2 separate regions of the Pan troglodytes genome follow, and region 1 is linked to region 2. Evidence: chromatin contacts called from public Hi-C data. All regions are on one chromosome and are shown on one strand. The core of a region is the stretch at or near the end of the contact, and the rest is flanking DNA. Distances in the headings are between cores, read along the strand shown. Region 1 holds the start of SCARF1 (scavenger receptor class F member 1). Region 2 holds the start of BHLHA9 (basic helix-loop-helix family member a9).

The links. Hi-C and Micro-C count contacts between places; a contact is called where the count stands out from the background.
Region 1: a Hi-C map of stem cell-derived neural progenitor cells shows a contact between it and region 2, with 6 times the contacts expected there. The contact joins the promoter of SCARF1 here to the promoter of BHLHA9 in region 2. A contact is called at or near these places in 1 of 7 Hi-C or Micro-C datasets (stem cell-derived neural progenitor cells) and 1 of 1 datasets of contacts at active chromatin or transcription factors (stem cell-derived excitatory neurons).

Annotation. Positions count from the first base shown.
Region 1 is chr19:12,126,115-12,132,126 of NHGRI_mPanTro3-v2.0_pri, forward strand. SCARF1 (scavenger receptor class F member 1) reads right to left here and starts at 3,597. Exons shown (of 11, transcript XM_016931140.4): 1 at 3,352-3,597; 2 at 2,970-3,031; 3 at 2,626-2,727; 4 at 1,234-1,759. The coding sequence starts at 3,452. It overlaps RILP (Rab interacting lysosomal protein), which reads right to left. Exons shown (of 8, transcript XM_016931144.4): 6 at 5,594-5,716; 7 at 4,660-4,743; 8 at 3,906-4,373. The coding sequence ends at 4,196.
Region 2 is chr19:11,752,221-11,758,685 of NHGRI_mPanTro3-v2.0_pri, forward strand. It overlaps BHLHA9 (basic helix-loop-helix family member a9), which reads left to right and starts at 4,634. Exons shown (of 1, transcript NM_001243846.1): 1 at 4,634-5,341. The coding sequence starts at 4,634. The coding sequence ends at 5,341.

The sequences.
Region 1 (6,012 bases), core at 2,347-4,846, 370 kb after region 2:
CCTTGCTCAGGACCCTTGGTCACTCGATCCACTTATTTATTATTTTTTTGTAAGAAACCATTTTTTAATTTTCTTTTTTTAAATATATTTATATATATATTTTTTTATTATTATTATACTTTAAGTTTTAGGGTACATGTGCACATTGTACAGGTTAGTTACATACGTATACATGTGCCATGTTGGTGCGCTGCACCCACTAACTCGTCATCTAGCATTAGGTATATCTCCCAATGCTATCCCTCCCCCCTCCCCCAACCCCACAACAGTCCCCAGAGTGTGATATTCCCCTTCCTGTGTCCATGTGATTCCATTGTTCAACTCCCACCTATGAGTGAGAATATGCAGTGTTTGGTTTTTTGTTCTCGCGATAGTTTACTGAGAATGATGATTTCCAATTTCATCCATGTCCCTACAAAGGACATGAACTCATCATTTTTTATGGCTGCATAGTATTCCATGGTGTATATGTGCCACATTTTCTTAATCCAGTCTATCGTTGTTGGACTCGATCCACTTATTACCTACATATGGCTTGCTAGCAGTGCTAGTATATTTTGCACAGCAGTAATCGATGAAATGAGCAGGTGAGGCTGGACCTGGGGCAACAAAGCGTTTTTAAAAGTTTTTGTTTTGTTTTGTTTGAGATGGAGTCTTGCTCTCTGGCCCAGGCTGGAGTGCAGTGGTGTGACCTCGGCTCACTGCAACCTCCGCCTCCAGGGCTCAAGCGATTCTCCTGTCTCAGCCTACCGAGTACCTGGGACTACAGGCGCGGCCCGGCTAATTTTTGTGCTTTTAGTAGAGACGAGGTTTCAGCATGTTGCCCAGGATGGTCTCGAACTCCTGACCTCAGGTGATGCACCCGCCTCAGCCTCCCAAAGTGCTGGGATTACAGGTGTGAGCCACCCCACCTATCCGACTTTTCCCCTTTCTCGTTCCTCTGCTTTGTGTGTTTTTTGAGAGGAGCACCGCGAAGCCCTGACCCCTCCTCCCGGCGCCCCGCCCCGGCCACCTGTCTCCGCTCCGCTCCGCCCCGCCCGCTCACAGGTCTCCGCCCAGCCTCGCTCACCTGTGTCCGCCTCCGCCCCCTCCCCCGACCGCTCACCTGTGCCCGCCCCGCCCCCACCCTGCCCCCACCCTGCCCGCTCACCAGTTTCCACCCCTCCCCCTCCCCGCCCACCGGTGTCTGCCCCGCCCCCGCCCCGCCCACCTGTCCCCGCCCCGCCCGCTCACCTGTGTGCGCACTGCACCCCGTGGCTGCCTGCCGGGCAGGGCAGCTCGCAGCGCGCTCCGCGGAAGCCGGGCGGGCAGGTGCACTCGCCGGAGGCGGCGCTGCAGCGGCCCCGCACACACTCGCACTGCTGCTGGCATTCGGGACCCCACCAGCCCGGCCGGCAGGCGCAGCGGCCGGAGTCCTGCTCGCACGGGGAGCCGTGGCAGTTGCAGCGGAAGCTGCAGCGGCGCCCCCACCAGCCCGGCTTGCACACGCAGGCGCCCGTGGCCTGCTCGCAGCGCGCCGCCGCGGTGTTGCACTGGCACGGGCGGCGGCACGTGGACGACCACCAGCCGGGTTCGCAGTGGCACACGCCGGTCGCGGGGTCGCAGCGCCCGTGGGGGCCGCAGGCGCACGGGAACTCGCAGCGGGCTCCCCAGCGGTCGGCCTGGCACTGGCACGCGCCCGTGGCTGGCTCGCACTGGCCGTGCGGGTGGCAGGGGCAGCTCTCACGGCAGTCGGGGCCCCAGTACTGGCCCGGGCAGCCTGCGGGGGTGGGGACGGGAGGGGTCAGCGGGCTCAGGGCCGCGCGCAGACCCTTACCCTGCGTCCCCTTCCGCAAGGAAAAGGGGCGCTGGGCCCATCCTCCAAGAGCCGGGGACAGACCCTCAGAACATCCGGCAGCCTGTCCTGGGCAACACTCACTTCCTGCTCCGCTCTGACCTACAGAAAACCCTTAGCCATTAGTGGGAGGCTCAGCCTGCCACTTCACATTCCAGAACACACTCAGAGATCCTGAGTGGGCAGGGGACTTGCCCAGAGTGTGGCACCGAGGTTGGTGGGCCTTCCTCCATGCCTGCTCCTCCCTGCCGAGATGGATCTCTGCTGGGCTGGAGGAGAGCTGGCTTTCTCCTGATCTCAGGCCTGGATACTGCCCGCCAGGGTGTCAGGAGAAGCCACCTTTCCCCTAGTGATTCCTTGATTCCTGATGCCCACCCTCTGGCTCTCCTGCTTCCCAACCCCTTTCCCTTCCCTCTCTTTCTGCCAGAGAGGGCAGAGAGCCCAGCCAGGGGCCCCCTTCCATCCACTGCCCATGTATAAGGCATATGTGGGAAAGGCAAGTAATACACTCATTTTACAATGAAGGGGAATCACAGGTTTTCTGAGAAGTGGAAGAGGAAGATGCTCAGGTGGGCAGTGCTTTGTGGACGTGGGTAAAAACCCGGTGACTCAGGCCATCTCCCGGGAGTGTGTGTCACTTCCTGTCTCTGGACCGCAATTCCTCAGTGAAGCTGGGGGGGATTCTGGCCCTGCTGTCCTGAGGCTGCATGGCTACCTGCCTCGCCTGCTCCCACACCACTGCCCCCGTACCCAGCTCTGCCCAGCAACTTCATCTGGCCCTTGAGACTCACGGGAGCTGCAGTGGGCCCCAAAGAATCCAGGCTTGCATCGACAGAGGCCCGGCTTCACACACACCTCGTCTTTCTGGCAGGCGTCCGGCCCCTCACAGATGGCTGAAAGACACCCCACCCAGGTTGGAAAGATGGGAGCAGGACCAGGGGACACCCCTGCCCTCTCACTGGCTCCAGGGGCCATGCCTCCTCAAGAGGTGCCCCTTCAGGCCTGGGGGGGCGTCACAGGAGAAACCCTGACTCCTGGTATCAGGAGGGGCAGGCCCCATGGGGTAGGAAGGAAGGGTTGTCACTGGGCTACGGCCTCCCTTCTCCTTGGCTGAGGGTCTGTCCTGGCTACTCACGGATGGTGCATTCTTGATCCTTCTGCCTCCAGCCTGCGCAGCACTGCAGCTCAGCAGAGGGGCTGTGGGGCAAAAAGGGGTCAGCCGGACATGGTGGGGGGTGCAGCCTGGCCCTGAGGAAGGTGGATCACTGTCTCTGGCTGCAGTGGGGGAGGCTGCCTTAGCCCCCTGGGGAGGCCTAATGGATCTTTACAGCTAGGGTCCCCAGCCCCTCCCCTCTCCTTCCCTGACCCTTCCACCATCTGCCCTGGCTAGCCACTACCTGCCAGACCGCCATCAGCAGTCCCTTCCTTTCAGCCTAAGCCCCCTACCTAGTCTCCTCCTTCCCCTAACGGCCTCAACATCGGTTCAGCCACCCGCATCAGACTCCCACGAGACCCACCTGCTGGCCACACAGACGTGCTGCCCTTTGGGGTCCAGCTCGGACCCCTGAGTCCCCCGAGTCCAGAGCAGCAGCAGCGGGAGCAGCAGCCCCAGCCCCATGGCAGGCAGCTCGGTGGGAGCGCTCGGGTTCGTCTGGCCCCCACAGCTCCCAACCCCCTCCCTGCTTCCTCTCAGGGCTTTTCCTGAGGAAACCAGGCCGGAGGGGCGGGCTGCCACGAGGCACCTCCCTGAGAGGGAGGGGGTGGCTGGAAAGACTGACACTCAAAAAAAAGAAAGGGAAAGAAAGGCAATGGCAGGGCTGACTGGCCTGGGCCTGGAAGGGCCAGAAGAATGAAGTTGCAGGTCCCTGGGTGCCGGGGCCAGGGAAGGGGGTGGACTGAGGCTGGGAGCCACGGCTTTCCATCAAGCCACACTCCCAAAGCAAGGCCTGAGCTGCAAGAAGCCACCCCACCCAGTGACTGAGCAAGGAGACCAGCGAGGACCCCTCAGCCTGCCTCTGCTCCTGGCAGGGTTGGGAGGTGGCACAGACATGGACAGACAGGCGAGGAACAGTTTCTGTGTATTACGGGCAGTTCTTTATTACATGAGCTCAGGCCGTCTGCAAAGCCCTGGGAGCTAGGCAGTCAGCTCTCATTTCATGGATGGGGAAACTGAGACTCAGAGAGGCACTCTTATATCTGGCCCCAGAGGCTCAGTACAGAGACGTAGAGAGGGAGGCGGGCTGAGACCCCGTCCTGCCCTGATGCAGGCCAGGATTGGGGCAGACCCCTGGCGAGGGCTGTGAAGGCGGGAGCCCTGTCCTCATTTGAGGCCACACATCCTTCCACAGCCAGACCCCTAAGTCAGGCCTCTGGGGCGGCTGAGGCCCCCAGACAAAGGTGTTCGTGGAGGGCAGAACAGGGCGGATCAGGAGCTGGAGACTGTGGTTGGGCCTCCTCTTCTCCCCCTAGCTTGCTGGGTGCAGGGCTGCTGGTCTCATCCTCAGAGGATTCAGCTTTACCCCGATACCATAGGCCAAAGCTGGAGAGAGACAGCCAGAGGCACTTTGAGCCAGGAAGCCAGAGAGGTCAAGGATATGGGTGAGGGCAGGGGGTGGTGAGAAAAGGGGAGAGGGGGAAGAAAGGGCAGCCTGAGGGAGTGTGAAGGTGATGGGGGCCAGGGCCAGAGAAGCAGGAGGGGAGGGTGGGCTTAGAGCCAAGCACAGCAGGGTGACGGGCAGAGAAGCGGGAAAGGGGATCCTGAGAAGGACCAGCCAGGGCCCTTCCTCCCTCCCCACACTCTTGCCTTTCCCCTTTCCCCAACATACAAACTCTGTATTTTGGACTCCGGGGGTGGGGGATGGTCTCCCTTGTCATCGGAGAGCAGGATCCATGGGCCAGCCTCATCCTCACTGAGACAGAGGAGAGAGGAGAAGTGAGGGCCATTGATCAAGGCCCTGAGGGACAACAGGAATCCAGCAGGGGGGATGGAGGGACTGCAGGGCCCCCGGGGCTGGAGAGAAGGCAACCCTGGGGAGATGCAGGATGTCGAGGCTTTAATTTTTAATTTTTTTTTTTTTTTTTTTGAGACAGGGTCTCACTCTGTCGCCCAGGCTGGAGTGCAGTGGCGCGATCTCAGCTCACTGCAACCTCCGCCTCCCAAGTTCAAGCGATTCTCCTGCCGCAGCCTCCTGAGTAGCTGGGATTATAGGCACATGCCACCATGCCCGGCTAATTTTTGTATTTTTAGTAGAGACGGGGTTTCACCATGTTGGCCACGCTGGTCTCGAACTCCTGACCTCAGGTGATCTACCCACCTTAGCCTCTCAAAGTGCTGGGATTACAGGCGTGAGCCACCGCGCCCTGCCAAGGGTTTATTTTATAGCTTGACACACAGCAGGCCCTGACACAGCCGCGGCTACAGTTTCACCCCCGTAAGAATAAACAGACCCAGCCAAGACAGGAACTTGAAGAATGAATGTGGAGAGGCAGCGTTGTCAGGCAGAATGGACGGCAGGCAAGGCAAGGGGAGTGGTGAGATCCAGGGAGAAGGGCGCAGGCTGGACAGCGGCCATGGGACACAGCCAGACCAGGTCAGCAGGCCCTAGAAGCGGCCAGGCTAGGGAGGCTCAAGGGGTGACCAGGTTGGGGTGACAGCCTCAGTCTGAGACAATGGGCTCAGAGGGTGACCAGGCTGGTCATCAGGCTCAGCAGAATGAGGGAGGGAGGCCTGGCTCCGTGGGAATGCAGGCAGGGACCTACCTGCTCTCTGCTTCCTCTGGTGTCCCTAACATCTTGGCCTTGATCTTCTTCCGCTGCTTCCGGACAGCCACCTTCATGGCCTCGAGCAGAAGGCCGGGGACCCGGTGGTCTGTGAGCAGCTCCCTAAAGAAAAGGGGCAGGGAGGGGGAAAGCCCTGGTGATGCCAGCCATGGGGATGCCAGCAGTGGAGATGCCAGCCGCAGTCCTCACTCCTGGTACGTGTGCACGCAGCTCTTCCCTGAACACGGGAAGCGCTCTGCCTTGCTGACACACTCAGACCTTAAATTAGGTGGCCCCATGGCCCCCTCCTAGGAGAGCTTCCCTGGCTGCTGCAGCTGCAGCCCTTTGTACTGTCCCTCTCCCCTGTCTGGATGACATTGCAGGAGGGCAAGGGCTGTACAATTCATGTCCTCCCAGTT
Region 2 (6,465 bases), core at 3,384-5,883:
GCGGTTTCACCATGTTAGCCAGGATGGTCTGGATCTCCTGACCTCATGATCCGCCCGCCTCGGCCTCCCACAGTGCTGGGATTACAGGCGTGAGCCACCGCGCCCGGCTGATCATAACTAATTATTAAGTGCCCACAATGTGCCAGGTACCGTGCTAAGGGCTTTCTGTGCATGGTGTCATTTAATGCTCACAGCTCTCTTATGAGGCAGTTACCAATTCATTTTACAGATGAAGAAACAGAGTGAGGGTCAGAGAGGTTAAGTCACCTGCTGCACCTCTTGAAGTCGGGATTGGCTTGGGAGTCAGCGAGGTTGACCAGGATGACTGCTTACTCTCTACGCTGTGTTGTCAGGATTCTTGGTTGTAAACAACCAAATCCAACTTGAGCAGAAGGAAGAGGCGGGTATTGGCTCTGAGGTAGGTCACAAAATCAACGGGAAAAAAGTCTGGGGCATGGTCACTCACGCCTGTAATCCAAGCACTTTGGGAGGCCGAGGCAGGCCAATCGCTTGAGGTCAGGAGTTCAAGACCAGCCTGGCCAACATGGTGAAACCCTGTCTCTAATAAAAATACAAAAAATTAGCCGGGTGTAGTGGCGGGCGCTTGTAATCCCAGCTACTCAGGAGGCTGAGGCAGGAGAATCGCTTGCCCAGGGACACGGAGGTTGCAGTGGGCCGAGATCGCACCACTGCACTGCGGCCTGCACAACAGAGTGAGACTCCGTCTCAAAAAGAAAAAAGAAAAGAGTCTGGGAAATTAAGGTTGGGAAACTCGTAAGAATTATAGGAAATTGGGCAGCTAGACCCACGGCCAAGCCAGGAACCTCCTCTAGATGCCAGTGTAGGACGTGGAGGGCCACAGGCCCACACTGGCACCGTGATTTCTCCACTGTTACCTGTTTGTTTCTTTGGGACACCACTCCAGATTCAAGTCAGGCAGCCAAGTGCCTGGACTCGCATCTGTCCCAGTTACCAGAAATCTCTGCCACCCAGAGCCCCACCATGGAGACTCCCTTCTCCCCAGATAGGAAGGCTGCTCAAATGCCACATAGCAAACACTGATAACAAAAACATCCACCATGGCACACGCCTGTAGTCCCAGCTACTCAGGAGGCTGAGGCAGGAGAATCGCTTAAACCCGGGAGGTGCAGGTTGCAGTGAGCCGAGATTTCGCCACTGCACTCCAGCCTGGGAGACAGAACGAGACTCCACCTCAAAAAAAAAAAAAAAAAAAAAAAAAATCACCGAAGTCGTGGGTGCCCTGGGTCTGAGGTGACCATATGCCACTGGCTTTCTTGTCCCCATGTCCATGGCTGGACCTTTGTAGAGAGTGTCTCTGAACTAAGGCTTCTGCTCTTAAAGGAGGATATGGAGACGACACCCCTTTTTGTCATCTGCTTTATCCCATTGGCACCCCCACATGTCAATTCTATTTTCCAAACAGGTGTTGACTCCGTGCCCTTCTCTCACCACTGCCTGTGTAGCTCAGGGGTGTCCCCCCCCCTTCCTCCAGGATCCTTGCTTCCTAAGTGGAATTTGTCTTAACATCCATTCTCCACACTGCTCAAAGAGCTCTAGCTGTAATTCAAATACGGCTGACATTCCTCAGCTTAATAACCTTTTGCAGTACCCAGCTGCCTACAGGGCGAAAAGCAAGCTTTTGGCACGACGCCTGGTGATCTCCAGCCTTATCTCCCGTCACTCCCTGGCCTCACATTTGGTGGTTTGGCAAAGTCACTTTCCTGTATTTTTCGCACCATCCTGTGACCGCTTACACTTCCAGGGCCTGGCACCTGCTGTTCCCTCTACCTCCTGTCTGCTTGGCAAACTGCTATTCATCCTTTGAAATCCAGTTCAGGGCCGGGCGCGGTGGCTCACGTCTGTAATCCCAGCACTTTGGGTGGCCGAGGCGGGCGGATCACTTAAGGCCGGGAGTTCGAGACCATCCTGGCCAACATGGTGAAACCCCGTCTCTGGTAAAAATACAAAAAATAGCTGGGCACGATGGTGGGTGCCTGTAATCCCACGTACTCGGGAGGCTGAGGCAGCAGAATCGCTTGAACCCGAGAGGTGGAGCTTGCAGTGAGCCAAGATTGCGACACTGCGGTCCAGCCTGGGCGACAGAGCGAGACTCGGTCTCAAAAAAAAAAAGTTTTTGTTGAATGAGCGCATGAAGGGGCAGAGGCTGCAACTGCGCCCCTACGTCTTCCACACTGGGCGTGTGGGTTGAAACGCCAGGGTCTCGCCTGGGAGAGAAGGAGGCTCAGGGCTTCCCGGGACCCGCTCTCTGGAGGGGGGTGGGGTCGAGGCCCCCGTGAGCGGCTCCCGGACTTTCTCTCCCGGGCGGGCGTTCCGTCCTCCCTCAGGGAGCGGCGCCGGAACTTCCGGAGGAAGAGCCGGAACTTTTGAACCCCAGGCCCCGCCCGGCGCTAATAGGCACCTACGCGGCCGCCGGCGGAACCGCCAGACCCTAAATCACGGCGCCCCGCCCGCCGCCTCCTCCTCCCGCCCGGGCCGAGAACTCGCGCTCCCGGGCACGGGCAGGTGCCGCGGAAATGCCGGGCCCGCCGCTCGCTTTGAAGTCGGCCGCGCCCCGCAGCGCCCGGGAGTCCCGGGTTCCAGGACGGGGCGCCTCTCCCGGGTCCTCGGGGTTCTTCGCGTGGGGCCGTTTCCTGACCTGCGCGGGGAAGGGCGGCAGCGGCCGGGAAACGCCACCGGGAAACGCGCGCTGCGTGGGCATTTTCTTTGCTTTTACTGACCTTTTTTTTTCTGGTTTATTTTTTGTTGTTTTTGAGACGGAGTCTCGCTCTGTCCGCCAGGCTGGAGTGCAGTGGCGGGATCTCGGCTCATTGCAACCTCCGCCTCCCTGGTTCAAGCGATTCTCCTGCCTCAGCCTCCCAAGTAGCTGGGACTACAGGCTCCCGCCACCACGTCCAGCTAATTGTTGTATTTTAGTAGAGACGGGGTTTCACCGTGTTGGCCAGGCTGGTCTTGAACTCCTGACCTCAAGTGATCCACCCACCTCGGCCTCCCAAAGTACTGGGATTACAGGCGTGAGCCACTGCGCCCGGCCTCTAGCTGCTTTATAATTCGACATATATTGCAGATTTGGGGGACATAGAACCTGGGAAATACAGATGTCCTTAGGATGCTTTCATCCTAGTGGGCAAGGCAGACAATCACAGAAGTAAATACATACACTCTGCTTCCTAATGCCTTATTATTTTCTTTTATGGAGAAATTCACAGTTTGAAATAATGGGGTTATTGGCAATGCTCTTTTGGCGAGATGGATGTGAACCACACACCCATTCGAATGCCATAGGCCTTGGCATTTTAGAGGCATTTGGATTGTGACTGGGAATGACTGGCCTTCAGGCGCTCCAAATAACTCAGCTGTGGATGCCGGAAATTCTACTGGGGGTCTTTCTTTGGGAATAAACATTATCTTTTTTCTGAGACCCTCTTTCAAATGCAAATCCCTGGGGGAAGAGGACAGAGGCTGCTCATTGAGTTCATAACCTGGCAGGGCTGTGTCACAAGATAGGGCTGCCCGAGAGCTCTGGACCCCAAAGATGCCCCTGATGTGGACCCAGGGCTGCAAAGGGATCTTCCCCGTCACCCTCAGCTGCTGACTCATCCCAGCTCTGCCTGCAGAAGGGGAGTCAAAGGGCAGTGGAGGGAGAGTCAGGCCCAACCAAAACCCGAACCCCAATTGCAGCCAGCCGCCCTCCATAGCTGAAAAAGCCGGAAGCTCTGGGTCAGCCTTACCTGCAGGGCCCTGCCCCTCCCATATGAGTCCTGCCGGGACACTCATGCTTTTCTTCAATGACATCTCTGTGGTTGCCCACGGGACTTGACAAGAACTTTCAAGGTTTTGTTGTTGTTTTTGTTGTTGTTTTTCTGAGACGGAGTCTCGTTCTGTCTCCCAGGCTAGAGTGCAGTGGTGCGATCTCGGCTCACTGCAACCTCCAGCTCCTGGGCTCAAGCCATTCTCCTGCCTCAGCCTCCCGAGTAGCTGGGATTACAGGCGCCTGCCACCACGCCCGGCTAATTTTTGTGTTTTTAGTAGACGGGGTTTTATATACTCTGTTGGCCAGGCTGGTCTCAAACTCCTGAACTCAAGTGATCCGCCCGCCTCGGCCTCCCAAACTGCTGGGATGACAGGCGTGAGCCCCAGTGCCCGGCCCTCTGCCTCTATTTATTCCTATCAGCTCTCCTGCTAGAAGCCAAACTTAGCACCTTATCTGGGAATGGGGAGGAAGAATGTGGAACCCAGACACCCCACAGCGGCCCCAGAGCTAGGCAGGGCAAGGTCCCCGGGGCAGCGTGGCCGGGCTGCCCGTCTGATCCCCGCTTACAAGAACCTGCAAGCTTCCCTCCTTGCTTTCCTTCTTCTCGGTTCCTCCCCCGCCGACCTACCTGGAGGCCGATAATAAAGCAGGAGGAGGGAGATAGATGGACGGGAGGGCGGGGCGCCGCGTGGTGCCATAAAGCCCAGCTGGAAGGGGCCTGTCTCGGGAGTGTCCAGCCCCAGGAGCCGGGGACCGTCCGCGTCGCGAGCCGGGCCGGGGCAGTGGGCAGAGGGCAGAGGGCAGAGGGCAGACGGCAGAGGGCTAGTGCCCGGGAAGGCCATGCTGCGGGGCGCGCCAGGACTAGGCCTCACGGCGCGGAAGGGGGCCGAGGGCTCTGCGGAGGACTTGGGGGGCCCCTGCCCCGAGCCCGGGGGGGATTCGGGGGTGCTGGGGGCGAACGGCGCTTCCTGCAGCCGGGGCGAGGCGGAGGAGCCGGCGGGCAGGAGGCGCGCGCGGCCGGTGCGGTCCAAGGCGCGGCGCATGGCCGCCAACGTGCGGGAGCGCAAGCGCATCCTGGACTACAACGAGGCCTTCAACGCGCTGCGCCGGGCGCTGCGGCACGACCTGGGCGGCAAGAGGCTCTCCAAGATCGCCACGCTGCGCAGGGCCATCCACCGCATCGCCGCGCTCTCCCTGGTCCTGCGCGCCAGCCCCGCGCCCCGCGGGCCCTGCGGACACCTGGAGTGCCACGGCCCGGCCGCGCGCGGGGACACCGGGGACACAGGCGCCAGCCCCCCGCCGCCTGCAGGGCCCAGCCTCGCGCGCCCAGACGCCGCCCGCCCCACGGTGCCGTCCGCGCCCCGCTGCGCCTCGTGCCCCCCGAACGCGCCCCTGGCACGGCCCAGTGCGGTGGCCGAGGGGCCGGGCCTAGCACAGGCCTCCGGGGGAAGCTGGCGCCGCTGTCCGGGGGCTTCCTCTGCCGGGCCGCCTCCCTGGCCGCGGGGCTACCTGCGATCCGCCCCCGGGATGGGCCATCCGCGCTCCTGACCGGCCTCGAGGCACCGGCTGGGCTGCAGGGAGGCCGGGCTGGCAGCTGGACTATAAAACCCGGGACTGCAAAGGCGTCTTGGACAGAGCAGAACTGGACCGACTGAGACCTGGCGTGGAAGAGAAGGAGCTCGCCAGAGAGAAGGAGCTCCGGGACCCGGGGTTGCGCCCCCACATCCCAGCCTGGGGCAGAGAGAAGGAGCTCCGGGTCCTGGGGCTGCGCCCCCACATCCCAGCCTGGGGCAGAGAGAAGGAGTTCCGGGGCCCGGGGCTGCGCCCCCACATCCCAGCCTGGGGAGGCAGTTGCCAGAAAGGCTCAGGATCCTGAACTCATCTTGGACTCGAACTCGTCTTGGAATGCCGCCTTCGCACTCCTGCGCCTCCGAGCCCTGTGTGTTCTCGATGCTTTTAGGAGAGTGAGGGCTTTGAGGCAGGAGGTGTGGGAGCGTGGGAATGCGGGTGGGGCCTGCTGTGGTCTCGTGGGCACATGAGTGCGGAGTCCCCTTCCCTGCCTGCGCTGCTGCCCAAGCCTGATCCGGGAGAGGCAGGATCCGGGAGAGGCAGGCAGGGGCAGCAGCCAAATAAAAGGAAAAACTCATTTCTCTCCGATACCACGACTCCAGTGGGCCCCGTGGCCCAGGGTGGCAGGAACGCCTGAGGGCTGGGGGCTCTCCTTGGAATGCTGGGCGGGGCCTAAGGCCCATAGGTAGGCGCCTGGGGGAACTCATTCATGGCAAGACCCCAGGTGTGGCTGAGCACTGTGGGAGCCCAAGGGGAGGAAAGAGACATCCAGAGACCCCTCCTCCCTGAGTCCCCTGGGGTGGAAGAGGATATGATCAGGAGAGGGGCCACGGGGCCTGGGAGTCTAAGGATGTGGTCAGCCCCGTCTCTGGACCTCCCTGCAGAGCTGCCTGGAAGCAGCCACAGTGAAGGGGGACTCTGGCCAGGTCTCAGGGAAGGAGGCCAAGGGCAGGGCTAGGATTGGGGGCCGGTAAGTCCTGCGTGCATGTACCCCGAGCGAGAGGCTTGGAAGAGCTCCCAGGGAACCGTGGGCCAGGGCCCCCATAATGAGGGGCCGACTTGGAACCCAGGAAGGATTCTGGGGAGGGGGTTGAGTGAGGGCA